Regions from separate parts of the Mus musculus genome. Here regions 1, 2, 4, 5, 6 and 7 are each linked to region 3. Evidence: chromatin contacts called from public HiChIP or PLAC-seq and promoter capture Hi-C data. All regions are on one chromosome and are shown on one strand. The core of a region is the stretch at or near the end of the contact, and the rest is flanking DNA. Distances in the headings are between cores, read along the strand shown.

What was found. Promoter capture Hi-C pulls out the DNA fragments that hold promoters and counts their contacts. HiChIP or PLAC-seq counts read pairs in DNA pulled down with a chosen protein or histone mark.
Region 1: a promoter capture Hi-C map of pre-B cells shows a contact between it and region 3, with 7 times the contacts expected there. The contact joins the promoter of Fdxacb1 here to the promoter of Rdx in region 3. A contact is called at or near these places in 7 of 39 promoter capture datasets (the C10 cell line, cranial neural crest, erythroid cells and 3 more), 1 of 484 Hi-C or Micro-C datasets (muscle stem cells), 3 of 115 datasets of contacts at active chromatin or transcription factors (astrocytes, pancreatic cancer cells and pro-B cells) and 2 of 9 other capture datasets (adipose tissue and liver).
Region 2: a contact with region 3 is called in a promoter capture Hi-C map of liver, with 5 times the contacts expected there. The contact joins the promoter of Ddx10 here to the promoter of Rdx in region 3. A contact is called at or near these places in 14 of 39 promoter capture datasets (the 3T3-L1 cell line, 3T3-L1-derived adipocytes, the C10 cell line and 10 more), 1 of 484 Hi-C or Micro-C datasets (B cells), 8 of 115 datasets of contacts at active chromatin or transcription factors (the 230-238 cell line, astrocytes, cardiomyocytes and 4 more) and 2 of 9 other capture datasets (adipose tissue and embryonic stem cells).
Region 4: a contact with region 3 is called in an H3K27ac HiChIP or PLAC-seq map of extraembryonic endoderm stem cells, with 7 times the contacts expected there. The contact joins the promoter of Ppp2r1b here to the promoter of Rdx in region 3. A contact is called at or near these places in 7 of 39 promoter capture datasets (the C10 cell line, the HPC-7 cell line, embryonic stem cells and 4 more), 4 of 115 datasets of contacts at active chromatin or transcription factors (astrocytes, embryonic stem cells, extraembryonic endoderm stem cells and 1 more) and 1 of 9 other capture datasets (adipose tissue).
Region 5: an H3K27ac HiChIP or PLAC-seq map of large pre-B cells shows a contact between it and region 3, with 6 times the contacts expected there. The contact joins the promoter of Dixdc1 here to the promoter of Rdx in region 3. A contact is called at or near these places in 2 of 115 datasets of contacts at active chromatin or transcription factors (embryonic forebrain and large pre-B cells).
Region 6: a promoter capture Hi-C map of hippocampal neurons shows a contact between it and region 3, with 14 times the contacts expected there. The contact joins the promoter of Poglut3 here to the promoter of Rdx in region 3. A contact is called at or near these places in 9 of 39 promoter capture datasets (the 3T3-L1 cell line, 3T3-L1-derived adipocytes, cranial neural crest and 5 more), 1 of 484 Hi-C or Micro-C datasets (embryonic stem cells), 1 of 115 datasets of contacts at active chromatin or transcription factors (epiblast stem cells) and 1 of 9 other capture datasets (macrophages).
Region 7: a promoter capture Hi-C map of hippocampal neurons shows a contact between it and region 3, with 7 times the contacts expected there. The contact joins the promoter of Exph5 here to the promoter of Rdx in region 3. A contact is called at or near these places in 5 of 39 promoter capture datasets (embryonic stem cells, hippocampal neurons, liver and 1 more).

Annotation. Positions count from the first base shown.
Region 1 is chr9:50,766,830-50,770,039 of GRCm38.p6, reverse strand. It overlaps Fdxacb1 (ferredoxin-fold anticodon binding domain containing 1), which reads right to left and starts at 1,802. Exons shown (of 5, transcript NM_198675.2): 1 at 1,585-1,802; 2 at 1,196-1,352. The coding sequence starts at 1,756. 1110032A03Rik (RIKEN cDNA 1110032A03 gene) reads left to right here and starts at 1,856. Exons shown (of 4, transcript NM_023483.4): 1 at 1,856-2,182. The coding sequence starts at 2,141.
Region 2 is chr9:53,246,713-53,249,692 of GRCm38.p6, reverse strand. Ddx10 (DEAD box helicase 10) reads left to right here and starts at 1,581. Exons shown (of 18, transcript NM_029936.2): 1 at 1,581-1,875. The coding sequence starts at 1,690.
Region 3 is chr9:52,046,666-52,050,009 of GRCm38.p6, reverse strand. Rdx (radixin) reads right to left here and starts at 2,069. Exons shown (of 14, transcript NM_009041.3): 1 at 1,578-2,069. It also overlaps the pseudogene Gm6981.
Region 4 is chr9:50,855,093-50,858,463 of GRCm38.p6, reverse strand. It overlaps Ppp2r1b (protein phosphatase 2, regulatory subunit A, beta), which reads right to left and starts at 1,540. Exons shown (of 15, transcript NM_028614.3): 1 at 1,366-1,540; 2 at 538-628. The coding sequence starts at 1,479.
Region 5 is chr9:50,726,681-50,729,659 of GRCm38.p6, reverse strand. It overlaps Dixdc1 (DIX domain containing 1), which reads left to right and starts at 1,676. Exons shown (of 20, transcript NM_001374656.1): 1 at 1,676-1,874. The coding sequence starts at 1,815.
Region 6 is chr9:53,382,722-53,385,683 of GRCm38.p6, reverse strand. It overlaps Poglut3 (protein O-glucosyltransferase 3), which reads right to left and starts at 1,661. Exons shown (of 8, transcript NM_212445.2): 1 at 1,398-1,661. The coding sequence starts at 1,584.
Region 7 is chr9:53,300,171-53,303,350 of GRCm38.p6, reverse strand. It overlaps Exph5 (exophilin 5), which reads right to left and starts at 1,681. Exons shown (of 6, transcript NM_176846.3): 1 at 1,500-1,681. The coding sequence starts at 1,618.

The DNA of each region.
Region 1 (3,210 bases), core at 553-3,052, 1.3 Mb after region 3:
GTGTAACTCTGAAATAATTAAAATTAATCTTATTTGCAGTGCTCTATGAAACCTATAGAACTCTATACCTATAGTGCTCTATAAACCTATAGCATATAAAAAGTCTACCAGTGCCCCCACAACAGCACTAGTCACCAGCTTGGCATTTGCATTGTTTTCCTGTATGCCACAGAAAGGCCAAAATCCGTAAAGCTCCTATATATAATTCACTATTTGCGTTGCTTCTTCCCATGAAAAGATTCCTTACTGCTCTCTGCCTATTCTATAGCTCAGGGCTGGGCTGAGCACTATCACCATGCACAAGGCTCTGGCTCTAATAATCACCATACACACTCATCTATACTTCAACTCCCACTTAAAATACTGCCTTTGCTAAAAGTTTCTCAACACCTATAGCCCAGTGGAGCCGAATACAGTTTGGAATACTGATGTTAAAGTACTATTTTAAATTCATAATCACTTTAAGCTGCTATTAATAGCCAGTTTATAGATTGGGGTGGGAGGAGAAGCAGGTAAGGGCTACACCTGACGACAGTTTTAACTGGTAAGCAGCGAGCTAGGATTTGAACCTAGGCCATGTGACTCTTAAATCCAATCTTGTCGTCATCAAGCTATACTGACTCTTACGATTTGCATTTTTTAAAACCTTTTTGAGGTGGGCTGAAAGATTCAGCAGTTAAGAGCACTAGCTGTTCAAAAGTTCAATTTTCAGTACCCATATGATGGCGACACCAATCAGTACTCTAGTCCCAGGGGAACCAATGTCCTCTAAGGAGGCACACAACTGTTGCACAGACATGCATGCCGACAAAACACCCATATCCATATTTAAAAACACACACACACACACACACACAATTTGGGTAATGGTGCTTGCCACCAAGCCTAGTAGCCAAAGTTCTATCTCCTGGATACACGATGGAAGGAGGACCCGCTTCTGTAAGTTGTTCTCTGACCGCCACACTCATACACACACTAATTTTTGAAAAATAAACTTGCCTTTTCCTTGTAATTTATACTTTAACATCTAGGGTTATACGTAAATCTTTAAGACAAGATTATGGTTTTCTCTGGGTTTTATCTTCTTTCCTCGTGTATTCTAGCAACTTATTTCCCCAACGACAAAGTTTGTGTGCAGTGATTTGGTTATGGGAACCTGGAAACATTTTCTATGCCAGGACTCGTCTTGCCTCACCTCTGGAAAAACTTGGCAAGCAGTTCCCTGTTCTTAGCTACTCCAGCTTTTCGTCCACAGTGCGGGAAGTTGAAATAAATTCGATCAAAATCCCTATCGTCGGCTGGCAAGGCATGTGACAGCTGGGTACAGTCCACACCAAAACGCACTTCGACACCTGGCAAGGTTTAAAGGCGTGAAATAGAGACCAAAAGACGTCTTAAGATCTGTAAACCTGGACAAACACCACCACTCAATGCATGGTTGGGTTGCCAACAATGCAGCCCAGCCCAGACCTGAGCACACACGCGCATCCGCCTGAGCGCCCCCAGGAGGCGCCCTCGAGTTCCCCGCGCGAGCCACACCCTTACGCTCCGGGCGGGCCCTCGGGGCGGGCTGGGACTTGCTACCTCGTTCGCGCAGGCGCTTTAGGTTCTCTAGCGCTACCGGATCTCCCTCCAGAGCCGCCCGGTGCTGGAAGCCGGTAGCGGTAACACTGACGCTGGGATCCAGGCCGTCGATCAGAGAAGCGGCGAAGGAGAAATTCCCCTCCCCGACCAACAGGAGGCGCCGGGGAAGCATGGTCTCCTCCGGCTTACCTGCCGGCGCTCTCCGGGGCGCACATTTCTTACGTCACTTCCTTCGCGTGGGCCTCGTCTCCCTCCCCTCCCCACTCCACCCGGCACTAAGTGATGACGCATCAACAGCTTGTTACCAGGATAAACATTTGGAGCTACTGCTCGGGAGCTTCGAGCGGGGAAGTAAAATGGAGCTCTTGGCCTTGCCCCTTCACCTTTGTGCGCCTCCAAAGGCTCGTTTTCTTTTCAGTACTCGGACGGCCCAACACGGACGGCCCTGAGCGTCTTCGCCATTCTTGCTTGAAGCATAACTGTCACTAACTGAGGGGTGAGACGAGTCCTGCGTATTCCAGAGGCTCAGGACGCTGTAACTGCACCATCTCCTGACATGGCTGTCTCCTGTTCTCTCAACCACTCAACATATCTCCAGGTGTTTATATATCCTATTTTCAAGAAGTAACATTGAACGCCTGTCTTGTTCCATAGCACTGTGAGAGCAACTAGGTGTATGGATGAACTGGAAGTGGCCTGCCTGCTGTCAGATGACAAATGCACACAGCAGAAGAGGCAACTCGAATAGAATGGGGTGTGTACCCACCGTGAGTGAAGGAATTCGGGATACTATGAATGAAGCATACACAAGGGGAAGCCCTACGAAGCTGGGGAAGGGAGACATAGATTCCCTGAAGTTAGCCTGAGCTGAAAGCTAGTTGGGGGAGGGGAGCTCGTTTTAGTTAGGTAAAAAGGATTAAAAAGGCAGAAGGAACAATGTTCATAAAATCATAGTTAAAAAAAAAAAAAAGTTATGTTTGACTGGTTGAACACAGTTGGCCGGGAGACGGACTAGCAGGTGACACTGTAGAGTTAAAAAGGAAGCCAGACCAAATTGAGTGTTTTAACCATTTAATAGCCTAGACCCTATTCTGAGAATATAGAAATATATTATAGAATATAGAAAGCCACTAAATGACAGCCAGCAGGAGGTCTCAAAATGTAAAATGAAAAACTTTGAATTCATTTGAGAAAAAATGAAGCTACTTTATTGATTTGGTAAGGGCTTTTTGTCCTTGACAATCCTGATCAGGTGACCTTCAGAAAAATCAACTTTCCTCCCAAAATCACGTTTGAAAAGACAATCTAGCACTCTAACATTGATCAGATGGGCGTGTCTATCTGGAAGTAGTTAGCTAAAAACTGAAAACCAGCCACCACAATAACCAAGTATAGCCAGCTGTGGTGGCACACACCTTTAGTCCCAGTACTTGGGAGGCAGAGGCAGGTAAATTTCTAAGTTCAAGGCCAGCCTGGTCTACAGAGTGAATTCCAGGACAGCCAGGGCTACACAGAGAGACCCTGTCTCGGAAAAAGGCCAAGTATTCCATTTCTCATTACTAATGAATGATTCCCATCTCAAGAACCCACCCTGGGCTGACCTAGCTAAAGAATACTCAAAAGACC
Region 2 (2,980 bases), core at 332-2,831, 1.2 Mb before region 3:
AAGGGGTAGAATCCATTCCTTGCTTTAGTCATTGTTGGTGCCCTATTTCACTTGCCCTTGGAAAAGTTCACAAGACACATGGTGTTTGTGTGTGTGTGTGTGTGTGTGCATGTGTGAGTGCATTTAAAAAGTATAGTGATAGCAGGGTTTGGTGGCACACACCTTTAATCCCAGCACTTGGGAGGCACTTGGGAGGCAGAGGGATTTCTTAGTTCGAGGCCAGCCTGGTCTACAAAGTGAGTTCCAGGACAGCTATACAGAGAAACCCTGTCTCGAAAAACAAAACAAAACAAAACAAAAAAAGTGTAGTGATGGAAAATATGAAAAAAAATCTTGGTTTAACTTATAGCTATAGTCATAGTCGTGGAAATAAACATTTACTTAACTTAAAAATCATTATAGCTGGGCAGTGGTGGCACACGCCTTTAATCCCAGCACTTGGGAGGCAGAGGTAGGTGGATTTCTGAGTTCGAGGCCAGCCTGGTCTACAGAGTGAGTTCCAGAACAGCCAGTGCTACACAGAGAAACCCTGTCTTGAAAAAAAAAATCACTATAAAATATACAATGTGAATATTCAGTTAAGGCCACCCAGTTGTTAAAACTGAGAGTAAATGTGATGGTTTGAATAAGAATGATTTCCATAGGCTCATATATTTGGAGTCACAGTTTCAAAACTTTGGAGTTTCAAAAGTCCATGCCAGGCACAGTGTCGCTGTTCATGCGTGCGTACGTGCGTGTGCGTGCGCACGCAGGTGTGTGTGTGTGTGTCTGTGTGTCTGTGTCCTGCCTATGGATCAGGATGCAGCTCTTAGGTACTGCTCCAGTGCCCACCTGGATGCTGGCATGCCTTCCCTGTCATGATGATAATGGACTAAACCTGTGAAACTGTAAGCCAGCCCAGTTAAATGATGCTTCTTTCTATAAAAGTTGCCTTGGTCATGGTGTCTCTTCACAGTAATAGTTCAGTGACTAACACAGTAATCATCTCAGGGTTTGGTTTTTGTTTTGTTTTGTTTTGTTTGTTTTTGACACTTTGTAAGATAAATGGTGATTGATGTTTAGGATGCTCTCCAGAGGCATCTTTACGATGTCTATGTGTAAGTGTATTTTTCTGTATTATGTAACTTTTTGTTAATTGAAAAGTTTGCTTTAAAGCATTTTGAGTCAACACGGTGGCATTTAACTGAAATTAGAGTATTCAGGAGGCAGGTGAATTCTTATAAATTTGAGGCCAGTCTGATCTACAAAGTAACTACGACCTACATACTCTATAACGTATAGCAGTGTACTCGCGAATGTTGGGCACACTTGAATCCAGAGTAAATGAAAAGCAGTACTTTACGCTGAGTATGACTTCACCATACTAGCAATAAGCAGTGTACTTGCGCTGTTTCCGGAAGCCCCAAGCACTCTCGGAAGCAGTGGAGCACGCCCAGTTCCTCCGTGCACGCTTTCCCCTGGCGTCTTAAGATCGCCCCGCCCAGCGGAAGCCAAATCACCAATCATCGTCCGCGCATTGCCTGTCGTCATTAATGTGTGCCCACTCTCCCCAGCTTGGGGGCGGGTTCCCGGACTTGCGCGTGCGCCCCTGCGCCTTCTCCACACGCTGGTTTCGCGTCTTCCGTGCTGTGCCTTGAGGAGCGAGGAGGCTCCCGTGTAGCGGCGTCGTGGGTCCTGGCAGCCCCCGCCATGGGCAAAACGGTTGCTTCTCTGGGTCAGGGAACCCGACCCGACCCGGTGCGGAGCTTTAATCGCTGGAAGAAAAAACACAGCCACAGGCAGCACCAAAAGAAGGAGCGGAGGAAGCAGCTAAAGAAGCCGGAATGGCAGGTCGAGCGCGAGGGGATCAGCCGCCTCATGCAAAACTACGAGAAGGTGAGGTGGGCTCGGGGCACGTTCGGCGGGGCTCTGGGGAGCGAGGGTGGGTGCAGCCCGGAGGTGTTGCCGCTGTGGTGGACTTAGGGTCAGGGTGGTGTGGGAAAGGGGCGGACCCGGCCAACGGGGCCTCACTAGTGGTCTGTTGGGTGTCGCTACCCAGGTCTGACTCTTCTACTTTCCGCAGTGCTGGGAAAAGTGATAGAAATGCGGTGACACTCCGGGTAGGGACATGTGGTGCAGCAGTGGTGACAGAACAGAGAGGCAATAGTGACCGCTGTGGAAAGAACCTAGCGGATGGAGTGAGAGCCTTCAGTAGAGTGCTAGCCCAACACGCAGGAAGTCCTGGGTTCAATCCCCAGCTCCACATAAACCGGGCACATATTGAGCACTAAGGAGGTGGAGGCAGGGGGATCAGAGGTGCAAAGTCATCCAAGGCTTTATAGCAAGTTCGAGGTCAGTCAGTGATACGTGAAACTTGGTCTCAAAAATGAAATAAATAAGCTAAAATCTGGAGTGATGTAAGAAAACGCTGTTGTTCGTGGGAAATGTTTAAAATAATAGAAATATCTTTAAGTACTCTCCATGTTTTATATTCTTTGCCCCTATCTTGAGGTGTGGATGGATCCTAGTAGTCCATTTAACGGATAAGAACTGTAGAGTTTGGAGAGGATAAGAAACTGGCCCTAATTTCCCACATCTAGTAGTGTGGAATTGGAACCTAGACCTGTGTCTGTTTCCACAGCTCTCGATCTTTAAGTTGGGAATTGGCTCTGTCCCTTAGCATCATCTTTTGTTCTTTGTCTCATTGTCTTCATGGTTTTCACCAAGAATCAGTGGAAAGACAATGGAATGTGTTTGCCTCTTCCTGACATCAGCATCTTGTAGCCAGTGTTCCTAGATGAGTAGTCTCATAGTTAACACTTAGACAAGCTGGCGTGTTTTCCTGCCCTAGGTGTCTGCCCCTTAGGAATGTTACTTCTATCCATCCTCTTAAAACCCATATTTTCCAGCATTCATCTACCTTTCTCACCTTTCCAGTGAATGCCACCTTTCTAGTTTGGGATTTAATAGGTAGAATCATCCTGGAATTAAAAGTCATTAC
Region 3 (3,344 bases), core at 820-3,319:
CCCACCCATTACACAGAAATGCTGCAATGAAGCTGTGTAATTACCCAGGTAATCATAATCCCCACAAAATTAAGATTCATGTGTTTTTTCCACACAGCAAAATCTATTAAATCTACTCTACAAACATCTCTTGAGCCCCTCCTCCATTCTCTCCCGTGTGAAGCTACAGATGAGCAAATGAGTTTGTAGGGCCCACAGAGGGCAACTCCTCCTCACGCAGACAAGCTAAAGACTTCCTAATGACTACCCGAGTAATGTTCCAAAATACAGTTTTCAAAGGGATCTATGCAATGAAAGCCACTGTGGTTCTTTTCACAGCATACTGACAATCTGAAAAGGAGTCTGCATTTTGTCATATTTGAAGAAATTATTATTATGAAAGATAAAGTACACACTGGTGCAAGTGACAGAATTCTAAAGATTAAAAAAAAGCCCGCAATCCTAAACATTAGGCTCTCTTTTCAGATCTGATGGGGCAGTTTTGGCAAGCAGATTAAGCCATTATTTATGCAGCAAAATGAACAAGGCAATTGTTTATTCTGTGCTTCGTCACAGTCTTATAAGTATTCTATTAAAAAAAAAAAGATGCTCGGTCAACAATAGATTGCAGTGTCCAAGTATTCTTTTATCACATAAACCCTTGTTATCTTCGGCTTTTACATTTACATCATGCAAATCTTGGTGCCTCCGCACAGCCAACCGGGCATCTCCCTCACACCTCTTTTTACAAAATCTCAACTGTACTTTAAAAAAAAAAATTATAAACTTGACCTCTTAAAACACATTTCCAATGAATAACCACTCTTCTGGGGAGGGAGGAAAAAAAAACAAAACCACCCAGAATCCTGGCAACGTTTACAGAAACATCTGTGTAGGAACGGACTATTCAACTGAAATAACGCACTACTCCCTTTCAAACTTGGCTGGGCGATGGGAGTTTGGGAGCCCCGAAAGGCAGAAAAGCTGAGTTTCCTGGTGGGGTCTGCTCACTGTGCGCCAGGCGACTCCGCGGTGCGGGCAAGCCGGGGGGCCCGGAGGGCGCGGGCCGTGACTGCAGCCCCAGGTAAGGGCGGCCGGGAGCCCGGGCCTGGCCTCGCGGGCTTGCGCGGCGGGACCCGGCAACGCGACGGCCTTTCCGCGGCTCGCGCGTCCGCACGCTCTCTAGTAATCCAACACCCCGACTTTCAAACGGGAGGCCGGGGGAGAAGTTCTAGCCTCGCGGTCCCCGTCCCCGGGTTGCGAGAGAGCGTGCGACCTACGCTCCATGCGGCCCCCGAGGGCGCGCCGACCCGAGCCCCGGGCCCAGTCCACGGCGGCGGGAACCCGCACCGCCCGACGCACGGGGCGGCCAGGCCGACGGCGGACGGCGCGGCGGGAGACTCCGGGTAAGTGGCGTGGCTCAGCCGTTAACGACCACGGCGCCTCTAGGGCGGCCAGGCGCGAGTCCGTCTGTGAGGCGCGCCAGGCCCCGGGCCGCGGCGCCACAGCCCGGCAACTTCTGGCCGCCACCTCAGCGCCTCGGCGGGGAGAGCGGCCCCCGGGGCCTGGGACGGGGGAGCGCGCCGAGCAGGGCTTACCCCGAAAATGAGTGGCTCCTTCCCTGCCCGCCGCCGGCTGGCTGAGGCGCGGCTCGGCGGGGGCGTCGTGGCTGGCGGCGAACGAGCGGAGAGTCGGCGGTGCGAGCCCTGAGCCGCCTGAGAGAAGACGCGCCGCAGCCGCCGCAGACAGCTCGGCAATATGGCCGCCCGGCGCCTCCTCGGGGGGGAAGGCGGGGCCGCCCTGCGCCCCCTCCTCCCGCGGGCCGCCAGTGGCGGGGCGAGGCCGGGGCTCGAGCGCCAACCCCGCGAGCGTGTCTCCCGGCCGCCCCGGGCGGAATCGAGTGGGCCTCAGCCGGGGGTTGGGGGGAGAATACGCGCTGCGGGGCCTTCGCGAAGCTTTCCCCGCGGGACGAGGACGCCGCGGGCCAGCCCGAGTCCGAAGCCCGCAGTGAACGAAGCGGAGCCGCGCGGCCCGAAGCTCGCCGCGCGCCCGCCGCCTGCCCCCGCCCCGCGAGTGGAAACTTGAAACTCCCGCTGGTGCCAGGGAACTCACGGAGGGCGTTTCCAGCGCCCCCGAGGTGGAGCTGTTCCCGGGAGGAGGGGGGATCCCCTCGGCAGCCGCTCCAGGGTGCAGTTCGGTGCTAGGCTGCAGGATCCCGGGCTAGGAGAGGGAAGTGGGCCCAGTGTTTACAACAAAAAGAACATTAATGTGTGCAGGTTTTTAACCAGCTAGAAAGGCTGGTTGGTTTTAAATTTTGCAGTGTTTTTAACTTCCCTCAAAACGCCAGTGGGTATGACCCTATAATGCGATCAGGTTTTTTGTTCTTGTTGTTAGCAGGGATACTCCTTCCTTGGCGGTTAGAAGGAGTAGGCTGAGAAAGGAAAAAAAAAGTTGGAAGTAGGGCCCAAAGAGCAGCCAAACCTAAATTATTCTAGACTTGGAAAAAGTTACCAGTCTGACCATAGTCTCACTGTATCCACTCGCTAGAGAGAGAGACCGAGGCTGCGTTCTGGTGGGGTTACCTCGGTGCTGCCTGCCCTCAGTACTTTCTGCTGGGATTTAGAGTAACACTTGGTGCCACTTGTACACACAGCAATGGTTCAATCCTTACCTGCCTACCGCGTTCCGTTTACTCAATACCTCTTTCGTAAACGAACTGTCAATACAAATATAACGCGAATGTACGTAATTCTTACAGGACAAATACGCCATCTTTAGGGAAGCCTTAGACTTGCCTTTCCTGAGACAGTAGCTCTTCCAGGGACTCTGCAGATCCTTTCTCTGAGCTTCCTCCTCAGTGAGCTACCACCTTCACCCTCAAGAGACCTCACTAAACAATTAAAAAGCCCCCAGAGACTCCAGGTTAATCTCAGAAGTCTTTAGATTGCAAATTCCTCAAGGATGGGAACCAGCTGTGTGCTTTGTAGCCAAAACAGGTTTAGGTGGTTCTCTGAGACCACCAACTGAATACTTGTGGACCCTCTCCCCACGGGTGCAACAAAGATAGGGACAGTAAAAATGTCATGGGAGTCCCAAGTAGTACACTAATCAAACTAAAGTCGGAAGTCGGTGGTACACTTTGCAACTGAAAACGAAGCATTCATTCGTGGTCTTATGTTCAGAACAGTGAAGTGCTTTCACATGACTGCCTTGTTTAATGATTACAACAACCCTGGGCTCAAGGTAAAAGCTATTATTGGCATTAAAAGAAGCTAATGAATAAAGGGGAGCTTCAAAAAAGTTAGTTGTCAGTATAACCTGGCTAGGAAATGGCAGAGCCATGGCCAACCCCAAAGGCATGTTTG
Region 4 (3,371 bases), core at 291-2,790, 1.2 Mb after region 3:
CCACCTATAGGGCTGCAGACCCCTTCAGCTCCTTGGGTGCTTTCTCTAGCTCCTATATTGGAGCTATATTGGAGCTGTGTTCCATCTTATAGATGACTACCACAAGTCTTCCTGAATGTTTCACACAATTATTAAGAAACTCACATCCTGGAGCTGGAGAGATGGCTCAGTGGTTAAGGGCACTGGCTGCTCTTCCAGAGAAGCAGCGTTCAATGCCCAGCACCCACATGGCAACTTAACAACTGCCTATAACTCCAGTTCCAGGGGATCTGTCACTTTCACATGCAGGCAAAACACCAATGCATATAAAATAAATCATTTACAAAGAAATCCATATTTCACATCAATCACCTTCCCACTAGCTACACGGTTTATGTTTGAGTATGTCTGACTATATGTAGCATTTCTATACACCTTGCAGAAGGCAAGGCTCAGTCTAGTACTTATCGCTACTCTAGGTAACAAACTAAGAAAATTAAATAAAAATAGTTTAAAAGCCAATAGAAATGGAGCGTGTATCTTTCAAGGGACACAAACCTGTAAGGAAAGGCAGCAGTTCCGTTCGAGTCCTTTCTACCCCGAGTGCTAGAGCTATAGTTGATAACTTCTTAATACTGTTGAGACGGAGCTTTAAAAACAAAGTGGGAGGGAGAACAAAGCAAAGAGATGATTGCAATTCTGGTCAAAGAAGCAAATAGGTGAGATACTGGGACACAGTATAATGATGAATGAGCCTTTCACTTAGATCTTAATCCTAGGAAAACTCAAGGACCGTTTAACACGTCATTAGCCAGAAGCTATCTTAGGGAGAACACTGAAGGGCCGGGGAAGAAACGAATGAATGAAAACACGCGGACAATGAGAGGGTCTGAAAAGAGAGAACTCTGGATGGAGAGAAGTGGGTGAAAGAAACGGTTAAGCACAACTCCTCCCTTTTCAGGGAAAAGTTCTATCACAACTGATGCACCACTCATCTGGGTTAATCAGCCGCCGCGCTCTTTCCACCCAACCAGCCCAGCTAGTTTGCCCGGGGACGGACACTCCGCATCACTTCAAAGGGAACGGGGGCCGGGGGCCGCTCCTCCGCTCCCGGCGGCCCCGCAGCCCGCCTGCGCTGGTCCACCCGAGGTGCGAACCGGTTCCCCGCCCACTGCCGGGAGCAGATGGACGCCACCACCCCAGAGGGTCGGAGGAGGGCAGCGGAGCTGAGACGGACCACCGCGCACCCGCCGCCCCACGCCTCCGTCCCGGGGCTGAATACGACTCTGCCACCCCGGGGGTCGCCCCCAGGGCTGAGCCGGCCTTTCCGCTTCCCTACCATGTGCGCTTCCGCCCTCGCCTCGGCTCCCCAGCCCAGCCTAGTACCTGCACGTCCTCATTGCGGAGCTCGTCGATTAAAACCGCGATCGGGTAGAGCGAATCGTCTCCATCTCCACCCGCTGCCCCCGGACCGGACCCTGGCCCTGCTGCGCCCGCCATGTTCTTCCTCCTCTGGCTGGTCGCCGCCGAAGGCCCCGTGCCCAGACCACGCCCCGCGCTCAGGCCACGCCCCGCGCTCAGGCCACGCCCCACACACAAACAGGCGGGGCTAAATCCAATCAGCCGGCTCCGAGGAACTGATGGAATCAAGTTTTTTCCCTGCGCGTGGAGGCTCCGGCCTGACCCCCATTGCTGGAACTGGAGGTCTGAACTCCAGAAGAAGGGCGGGCCGAAAAAACCAATGGAACCCCTGCATCCTTTCCCCAGCCGAAAGAAACAAGGGCAGGGATTCATCGTCTCCTTGCTGTGCTCTGAAGGAGACGGGCCTTAATGATGGATGCCGAGCCTCAAGTAGAACTCAGAGACAGGCCAGGAGGAAGAAGCTTTAACACCTCCCCCTCCACCCCAACCTCCACCCCCACCCCCAGGCTTCATGCTGGCCCTGAGCCACTGGGTCTTGGTCTTAATTTCCCCTTGGGCGACAAGCCTCTACACGCGCGCGCGCGCGCACACACACACACACACACACACACACACACACACACACACCTTCCTCTGGCCTGTTTGCCAAAATCGTGGCTGGCTCCTGCTCCTTAAGACAAATAATGAGGGCGGTGAGAGAAAATGAACAGTGCTGTCCAAACTCCCCAGTCAATATTTTTTCCACGCAAGCTGTTCAAAACATGCTGCTCTCTTGTTTTTGTGTTTCTTTTCAGTGTGGTACTGGAATGGCGCCTTCTGTTGTATTGTCTTCTCTTTTTTTTTCCTTCTTTACCAAGAAGCACAACAACCTAACATAACTGGGCCCAGTTTTACTCACCCCAGTTCGGTGCGGGTGTAAACTGGCCTCCCTAGACCTCCAGGAGTCCCCCTAAAGGACTCCAGGAGGAGGTGGGCCTGGGCCTTTTTACACAGAACTTAATGGAAAATGTTCCACTTGCCCTATGGAATGGCACAAAGTAACTATCTCTCCTTTCGACTTAGATATAAGCAACTTAGATTGGTAGCTCTGTCACAAGTTCTCAGATGACACTATTTTGTGCCTTAAGGAAATTGTCATTAATAAATGCAACTTAGGAGGTAAGTTTTTTTTTTTTTCTTTTTAAAGCATGGGATGCCTACTAGGAGATAGCCTTTCATAGTCAAAGCTTGAGAACCAACAGACTTCAGTTTGCGGTTTTTGTTTTTTCAACTTCTGTCCACGAATGAATGCTTGAAGACTCTCGTTTTATTTTGATAATTTTTAGATTCACTTACTTAAGGCATGGTCTGGACTGCTGGGGTGGCTATCTTTTTTAATTACAAAAACTGTGTATATGTGTGGTATGTACACACATGAGCCACTGAACAAGTGTAGTCAGAGGACAGCTTGCGGAGTGGGTTATCTACTTCTACCAAGTGGGTTCCAGTAACTGAACTCTGGTTGTCAGGTTTGGTGACACATGCCTTTATCCACTGAGCCATCTAGCTGGCCCCCAGGGACTACCTGAATCAGCCCTGCACAGGATTTCAGCACCCGTATTTGCGTGAGTTTCAGCACAGCTTTCATTGTTCTGGGCTCCTAAGAAATGAACAGAGGTGGAAGCTAAATGAAAAATATGTTTTTATGCACAAAATGGAAGACAGAGGGTACCATGCAATTACAGTCTCAATGGCTCTAAACAAGGTAAAAAAAAAAAAAAAAAAAAAAAGGGGGAGAAACTGGAGGCATGAGCAGAGCAAAGCCTAGAGAAGCTGAGCTTGGGCCAGCAAGCCCAGACTCCCAAAGCGTGGCTTGGCTTTAGTGTCAGACACATTTGTCATACTAAATTACAAAAATATCAACATTATTGATTTTAATAATATTGGCCTTGTGGCTTCATGTATATTTAACTTGTAAATCTGGTTTTGTA
Region 5 (2,979 bases), core at 427-2,926, 1.3 Mb after region 3:
TAAGGGTTTTCTTATCCCCTAGTGACCCGAGGAGGAGGCCATTGGGTTAAATATGATTTAGTAGGCTCATTATAGACTTTTCTTGCTGAGGTCCTAATGGAGTCTGAGGGAGATACAGGATGGCTAGAAAATGGTTTGTAATTCCTTGATTATTGAGTTGCGTGTCCCTGACCAGCTGTGTCCTTGGACAAGGCTCTGATCTCCTCTGGGTCTTAACACTGTAATTTCTCCCTTTTGTCTAGGATCACAAGATGGAATGTAAAATGGACTTTCTTTCTCTCATTCTTTCTTTCTTTTTTAAGATCACTTAGTCCAAGCATGCAAATGACTAGTGTTCTTAAAAATAAACATCAGAGCTGTGACCTCAGCCAGGCCACACGAGAAAGAGGCTCTGTTACACCCAAGGGTGGATGCTTTTACCTGACAATGTACAAGGGCATTCTTGGTGCTTTATTTTAAAACTCACTTATAAAGTATGTGTTCCTTTCTTTCCTTCTTTCTTTCAAGAGCAGGTCTCATCTATATGGTCTGGAACTATATGTGGCTGACCTGGAACTTGCTATATAGACCAGGCTAGCTTTGGACTTAGAACCTCTAGAGTGTTGATCTGGTGTGTGTGTGTGTGTGTGTGTGTGTGTGCGCGCGCGCGCACGCGCGCGTGTATGTGCATGCATATGATAGGTGTATACCCCCATGCTGGCTCTTAGAAATTATTTTATTATAAAACCAATTAATTAGTGTGTGTGTGGGGGGGGTGAGCGTAATGTGTGCCTGTGCCCGAGAGATGTGAGTTCTCCCTTTCCACCTTTGCATGGCTCCAGGATTGAACTCAGGTGTCAAGCTTTTACAAGAGCCTTTATCCCCTGAGCCATCGTGCCCAATCTTACCCCTTAGCATTTATTTTGTAAAAAAGATAGAAGATCCTTGGTGTGCCTCTGACGTTTCTATTATGATGGTATGATTTGTTTAGCGCTGTTCAGTTACTTATAGTCTACAGTTACTTACAGAGCCCCAGCCCCAGCCTCTCTCCTCTGGCCCCTTTTTATTGTTATTTCTTGTCATTCTATTTCCTCTTATTTAAATTGCTTCATTCTCCAACCCCGAGTGGGAAAAGGTTGCTGGTTGTCTCACTCTCAAGCCCTGCGTGGAAAAAGGTTGCTGTTAGTCTGGAGAATGGAGTAAGGGGTGGGTGGGGTAATCCTGTGACTCACTCCTTTCCCCACCCACCTTGTGATGAGGTGCTTGCAGCCTTAAATGAGCAAAGTGACTACATACGTGTGTGTGTGTGTGTGTGTGTACGTGCGTGTGCGTGTGCGTGTGCGTGTGTGTGTGTGTGTGTGTGTGTATGTGCGTGTATGTGCGTGCACACGCTCGGGGACGCCCGCCTCCAAACGTGCAGTGTAGTGATTGCAGGCATATGCTCAGGCTGGCAAGCCCGCTTGTGTCAGCGCGGATGTGTGTGTGTGCTCACGCGTGTGTGAATGCTCGTTGCGAGCACCCGTGCGGAGCCTGCGTGCGCGCCCACGGCTTCCCCGCACTCCCTGGAGACCCGGGGCTGCCTGCTAGCGCCTCTTGCCTGTGCGCAGCGCGCGCCCTGCTGTTTCTATAGGAACCAGCACAGCGCCGGGCCCCTCCGGCTGCAGCCCGCGCGCGAGCATGCCCAGTGCAAGCCGCTAGTTTGGCTCGGGTCTAGGTTTCCAGTAAGTGGCATGCGGGACTCCAGAGAGCTCCCAGGGAGCTGAGCTGATCGCCTTTGTGTACAGAGGGAAGAGACGGTGGCGTGACCCCACCCGGGAAGCCCCGCGGCAGGAACAATGCTAGCCTGCTTGACCCGCGGGAACTTACTGGACGTCCTGCAAGAGGGCTTCAATGAGGTAACTGCCCTGCTCCTCCCACCCCCAGCTCCCGGTCACCCCGCGCCTCCCGCCTAATCTCCCGAAGGGAATCCTGGGGGGCGGTGAGGGGCATCCTCCCGGGGAGCCCATTTAAGAGCCTGGGTGGTAGAGTCAAGGAGGTAGGTGTGGTGCAGATGCATCAACCCGAGGACATCAGAAAGGCGGTGGGCCTCCTCTAAACTGGAGGGATTGAGTACCTTCCCGAGGTGGGAAGGGCAGGCAGGACTACGGACTCAGAAGGCATCTTCTTGCCGAAAAGGTGGTCCCCACGCCTCCCAGGGACTCTCCAGGGACATCCTAGAGGGAAGCCCTGAACAGATGCGGCAGAGCTCTATTTCAGGCGCTAAGCGGATGAGTCACGGGAGGGGTGCGGTGGCGTGGCATTGGTAGAAAGTTTGAAAGAGGGTAGGAGACTGTGGGTGGTCCACATGAGGGGTGAATTTCCTGAATCCTGCACATCCACGTGCGAATTTCCTGAATCATGCACATTAGATTTCTCCACCACTGAGGAGGACAAGGTTGGCTGAGAGGACCAACCTGGGCCTCAGGCCCAGTTTCAGGAGCTAATATTAGTGTGATTCCCTTCTGTGAGAACTGTGGTGGGGAGCTGCAACCTGACAGGAAAGGTGGGCCAGGATTGACCCAAGCAGGCTCTGTTTTCTCTTCAAAAGTTTCTCTCAGAATTCTGTTACCTCTTCCATTTGCTTCTTTTGTGACTCAGGCTACTCTTGTTTGCTCCTCAGTCATCCTTTGGTTGCTTTAGGCCTGCAGCCGCAAAGGCATAAGCTATTGGTCATGGCTTCCTGCCTTTTCCCTCAGTTCACCTTTCCCTTCTCTATGGGTTTCTTAAATTTCAGATTGTGTGTGTGTGTGTGTGTGTGTGTGTGTGTGTGTGTGTGTGGTGGGGGCCTTGGGGATGCTACCAAGGTGTTTTACCAGTACTCCACTCCTCCACCCTTTACAACAGCCCTTGTGTTTTTAGAATCAGTTTTTAGTCAGATAATATAAACAGCCCTGTGTGCAGGGGTGACTGAAACTAGGACCTTGCAGTATGACTAGGGGCTTGATCACTGAGCTACATCCT
Region 6 (2,962 bases), core at 412-2,911, 1.3 Mb before region 3:
AATGGAGCATCCCATAAGACCAAAGAGTTACACCCTAGGACTACATAATCATCCAAACAGGTCTGACTTCCTGCCACGGACACACCAGGATCCACTCACGCACTGCAATTTCTAAAAGATATGTTTTTCTCATTATAAAAACATTATGATGTATTGGGGCTAGAGAGCTGGCTCGGTGGTGGTTAGGAGTGCTTTCTATTCTTCCAGCGGACTCATGTTCTCAGCAACTATATTAGGTGGCTCACAAGTGTCTAGAACTATGGTTACAGCAGATCCAGTGCTCTCTTCTGGTCTCTATAGGCACCAGCTCACAAGTGGCATATACAAACACACACATATCCGAATAATCTTTGCAGAACATTTTATTTGGGGAAAAAGATTTTTAAAATGGGGGGGGGGGATCCTTACTCTCCTGCTGTAACCACATGAGTGCTTATCTGGGTTCATTTATTTATTACAGAACTGCAGATACACCATAACACGGTTTGAATCTGAACCATGTTCCACAGACTCCTGTTCTCAACACTTGATCCTCGCGCTCTCTGCTTTTGCGCGGCTGCAAGCCAGTCTAGAAACCCCTCTCAGCCTCCAAACCCGCACTCCTGAAGCTTCCCAGACTCCCTTGGACCTATTGGCAGTTCTTTAATGTTTACACCAGGCTGCAGAAATCCAATTGCAGCAACTGTGCTTTGCCCTGATAGGCAGGTTGCTTATTATCTATTTTCTCAGCAGAGTCTTAAGTTTTCGATAGGCAGACATTGCCATCCTCTTTTTTACTCCAGGATTACCATATACACGTGACTTCTAAGTACGTGAAATTCCCGTTTGCTCGGTGGAGGACGCCAAGGAGTTCTCTGCCTCTTTGCAGGCAAAACAGGACGCCAGATGGGAGCAGCCTTACATTTAGACACAAATTAGCAAATCCTGACTGGCAACAAGTTGAAACCAGCTGGACAAGTCCAGAGAAGCAATCAGATGTGGGAGGAGGGCCCTGCTGAGATTCAAGACAAGCGCCTCCCTTCTCCGGTTCTAGGAAGTTTCCCTGCTTCGCGTGGTCTGCACTGCGGGCCTAAGAAGAGTGGGCTGCTGAGGGAGGGAGGAAGGCGCGCCCTGCAGGCCAGGAAGGGCCATCTGCATCACGTGATGGCACCACTGCGCTCCGTGGGACCCCACAGGCGCCGTTTACTCTACTTACCCTTACATCTGTCACCGGGCGGGACCTGTGGCCCAGCCTTTGGAGTTAGTCACCCAACGGTCCTGAGTGGCACCTCCCGCCCCCGTGGGTGTCAGGGAGGAGGGAAGGGACGCCGATGGGAGGGGAGAGAAGACGACACCCGCAGTGGGGAGATGGCCACGTGTGGGGACAGGGACGCGCGGGGACGGCAACGGGCGCTGACCTGGCGGCGAGCTAGTGAAGTTCCGGCCGTCCGAGTCCACCGACTGCAGGAAGAAGTAGCGCACGGGCAGGACGGCGGCGGCCTGCAACCCAGGGCCCCACGCCAGGCTCCGCGGTGCGCTCACGCGCGCCCCGGCCCCCGCCGCCACCAGCAGGGCGAGCTGCAGCCCCAGCGGCAGGGCCTGCATGGTCGCCGGCTCTCAGCTCCGCTGGCCAGGGAGGAGCTGGAGCGCCGGGCCGAGGGGACACCCGAGGGCGGGCCTCTGGCTAGAGCCGCCCCGGGCGGGCCGGGCGCGCGCCCGGACCCCGACTGGCTCGTGTACCGCGCCCAGGCCTTACGCTCCTAGTCATCCCTACACTAGTTGCCTGAGTTTGCCAGTCTGGAGAAAGGCAGGGTGTGCTTGTTTTAAAATTGTTACCTCTTTTCTTTTTCTTCTTCTTGTTCTTCCTTTTCTTGTTCTTCCTTCTTTTCTTCTTCTTCTTCTTCTTCTTCTTCTTCTTCTTCTTCTTCTTCTTCTTCTTCTTCTCCTTCTCCTTCTCCTTCTCCTTCTCCTTCTCCTTCTCCTTCTCCTTCTCCTTCTCCTTCTCCTTCTCCTTCTCCTTCTCCTTCTCCTTCTCCTTCTCCTTCTCCTTCTCCTTCTCCTTCTCCTTCTCCTCCTCCTCCTCCTCCTCCTCCTCCTCCTCCTCCTCCTCCCCCTTTTCTTCTTCTATATTTTATTGTTTCTCCTTTTGAGAAGGAAGTCTCCCTCTGTATCTCAGGCTGGTTTTGAACTGATGACAATCCTTCCACCCCAGCCTCCTCCAGTAGAGGGAAATTAAAGGTGTGTAAGCCAAGCCACCTTGCCTTGTGGAGAAAACTGGTTGAGTTGGGGTTTTCCCTATGTATCTCCTACTGCCTTGGAACTCTCTATATATGTATATAGACTGGCTGATCTTTAACTCACTGTCATCCACCTGCCTCTGTGTCCCAGGTATTGGGATCAAAGGTGTGCACTACACCCAGACAGAAAAGGGTTGGAAACATGGCTTATTATAAATGCACATCAGGGTTTGGTTTCCAGTGCCACAGTGGAACAAGAGGAATAGCTTCCCTGTGAGGAATTCCCCTAGTCTTTGTTCACACACCGGCCCACCTGTTCCGTATATTTGTGATTGGCAGCCTACTACCCTGAAGTCCCTTATCTTTCGGTGTTTCCTGTGTAGGGCACTTGGGCAGCAGAAGGCAGGGTCTGGGCAAGCGTCTCAGTAGAGTTGGGCACCTATCCTTCCCTGCCCACTATGCCCTGGGCACCCCACTCCTGAGCATCAAGAGCCGGGAAGAACAGCCCCACAGCCCCCGTTTGTTCACTCTTGCTAATTATTTTTTCTTTTTATCTGAGTTTTAGGAACTAATTATTCTTCCCAGGATGAGAAATCTGGAAGAATTCATCCTGCAGAATGGGCAGAGATCTTCCTGGTAGATCTCAACCCAGAGCTTATCAGAACCAGGCCCCAGGCTTTAATTGGGCTCCTGAGCATTTTGAGCTCCGGCCCAGGTCACCAACCCAATTACCAATCATAGGCGAG
Region 7 (3,180 bases), core at 432-2,931, 1.3 Mb before region 3:
CCCACTCTCCCCTTCTTCTCTGAGAAGGGGGCACCCCCCACCGCACTCCCACACATCAGTCACTGCAGGACTAGGTACATTCTCTCTCACTAAGGCCAGACAAGGCCAGGATCCACAGGCAGGAAACAAACTCAGGGACAGCTGACTATAATTTTAAAAGGGCCAAGTTGATCCCTAAGTGTGAGCCCACCTCTCTCTCTCTCTCTATTTCCTAATGTTGCCATGCTGTCCCCTCATGTATAATGTCGCCCTTCTCTTTACAGACAAGGAACATCCTACTCTGAGCACTACAGTTTGGGAGTGTGGGGATTGTGTATGCTTTGAAGCTGGCCCTAAGTAGATCTATGTCCTTCTCTGAATGGGGTGACACCCCGTGTGGCCGACGTGCATATGTGTGGGCACTCACGGGTGAGTGTGAACACACTGCTTTCAGAGTGAATGATTGACTTTTTACTGACTGATTGGAAGGGACGGAGCCTGTGTGATGAGATCTCCATTCTCAAACTTTAAACACCATTGCCCCCGCCCTTCCTAGAGAGCCACATAGGAGAAAAAATGAAGAGGGAGCTTTGGGCTCAGTGTCTTCTGTCTCTGCAAAGACTAAGGAGGGTTCCATAATTGGAAGTTTGTCCTTGGAGGCGTTTCTTTTGGGGTGAGGAAGAGGAGGGCGGAGGTGGGAGGGACTGATTGGAATTGGGAACCTGAATGACTTCACCAAGCCAGCTCTCTAAACTCCAGCTTATGCCTACATTGCAGCCTGTGTGCTATCTTGGATTTCCTCCCACACTTCACTGCAGAAGACTTGAATAGGTCTGTGGGTTCGTACTCCAGCAGGGAAAAAAATAATAAGTTAATTTATGCTCCCAAGAATCATTTCTGGACGTAATTTGCTAGTTTCTTATCCCGTCCTCACCTACAACATTGTATTTATTAATAAGGCCATTGGTTGGATCCCGTAGAAACTCCTTCTTACAGCACCACACCACAGCCAACCCCACGTGTCTAAGTCCCATTCACCCACACAGGACCCTCTGGCAAGTTCCTGGATCTCCCTCCTGTTCTGGGCCTCTAGCTTGGAGGGAACAGCTGCCAGGATCCAGTTCTAGGGAGTGCCGTACAATAACTCACGTGCCCTAAAACGGTCCGACCTTATCCCTAGTAGCCTATGACGCACCTGAGCCTCTACTATGCCTGAACCCCTCCCAGCTGAGGTTAGCCCAGGTGTCCTGAACAGGCGGGGACCCACGCACCGAGAAATGCAAAGAACGAGCGACTTTCTCCCTCCTCCCTGCGGAGTCCTGGACTCCCAGCCAAGTCGCTGGGGATGGAGAGCCTGGAGAGAGCACCCGGGAGGCATCTGGAGACCCACTGAAACAACGTCTTCGTTCCCTCTTGCCACTCCAAGCAGCACCTGCATAGGGTCCCAGCAGGTGTCCCTGGGTTCCCTCGGAAACCAACAGGATGCAGGCCCAGCCCAAGAGGAGGAGTTCGCTTCGTACCTGATCCTGTCCTTCTCTGCCCTCCGGAGTTCCTCATTTCTTTCCAGTACCTGGAGGATCTTCCTGGCTTCTTCCTCGTTTAGGAAGCTGAAATCAAACCCCTGAGGAACTTTCGTCATTTTCTCTCCCGTGTGCGAGTTATGTGTACTTAAGCTCCTTGGCGCCTCCTGTTACAAAGCCATTTTTCAAGATAATGAAGACTAGTTTTCCCGAACTTGATCCCATAGCCCATAATAGCTCCGCGCCTTTGAAAAGCTAAAACCACAAACCTCGGGACCAGCCCACACATACAGGGCTCCTTTTGACAACACCTTAATGACATGTTTCTCTCAACCTGTCCAACCGAGATGCAAAGTGAGTGACTAAATGGAGAAAAGGAACCAATCGCATTTGGGGGGCGGGGCGGACTTTGCAGCGTCTCTTCCCACCCCCCACCCCCTTCCCACCCTCTATGTGACTTGTTAAGCAAACAAGCCTACATAATTCTGTCTCTAAGGAAGGCTTGCCCTTGAGTGTTAGCCCCTAAGTATTTGCTTGGCTGTTGCTATTTGCTGGAAGAATTTGAGCTTGTCTAGAAGAAAGACGAAGAAGGAAAAAGATTCACGACTAATCCTGTCTTTCAATGATTGAGAACAGGAGAACTGGTAGGAGCTTGCTAGAGTTAGTAGAAGTGTTATCTTATTTAAAAGACCGGGGAAGCCTAAACTCACTTTATCTCAGGCTTTGGCTCAGAGGGACTCACAGAAGGACTGGCATTAGGCTACCTTTGGAAATTGAATTATTTGCCAAACTTGCCATCACCCCACACACACACACAGTCCCATTGTCTCATAGAAAGTCATTCTCAGACTTTGAAAAGCCCCACTGACAGTATTTTAGAAAGCGAATCACAATCCCGTGCAACCACAGAAAGTGCTTTTCCTAGAAAGCCAATTATTCCATGACATAGTGAAGTCAGGTATTTCCAAGGATGTGCATACATGTGCTTTGTTTTTTTTTGTTTTTTTTTTTTTTAAGATAAATGTCTTTCCAGAAAACTTGTTTCTCTACATAAAAACAATTTGTCCGGTGGACATACATTCCCCCAATACCCTTAATTTAGTCCTTTCTGCTGTGATTTTGATGGTCACTAATATCTACAAGGTATGTCCACAAATACCATCTTTTCATGATAAATAAACCAAACTGGGTTTCACTCCTCTAAAGGAAAAACAGTCAAAACTATAAAGAATGGTTGCTTTTGCTGCTGGTCCCTTGTCTTATCTTTGGTATGTCTGAAGAAACAGCCTTTGAAACAACTTTTTTGTGGGCATCTATTAGCTGCAAGAAGTGGGGATCCACTCTATAACATACAACACAGAACTCCCTCATAGATTGTCTCTATGTTAATGATGGCAGTTTGGAAGTCTGTCATGTACACACTGTTCAGGTATTCTTGCATGTTCCTTTACTAGGTATATGGACTGACCTTCTAATGTCGGTAGTGGTGAGGTTTTGTCCTGTTCTTATCAGTGAGCTGACTGAAACTAACCTATTCTGGAACCTGTTCCATGAAGCTATTGTATACACACCAAACAACACAGTCCTTTCCTCATAATTCAGTAAGGGACTTAGCATGGGTAGAGATGTAATTATTTAATAAAACAAATTCCTTGGGCTTGAAAGCTGCTTTGGAAGTTAA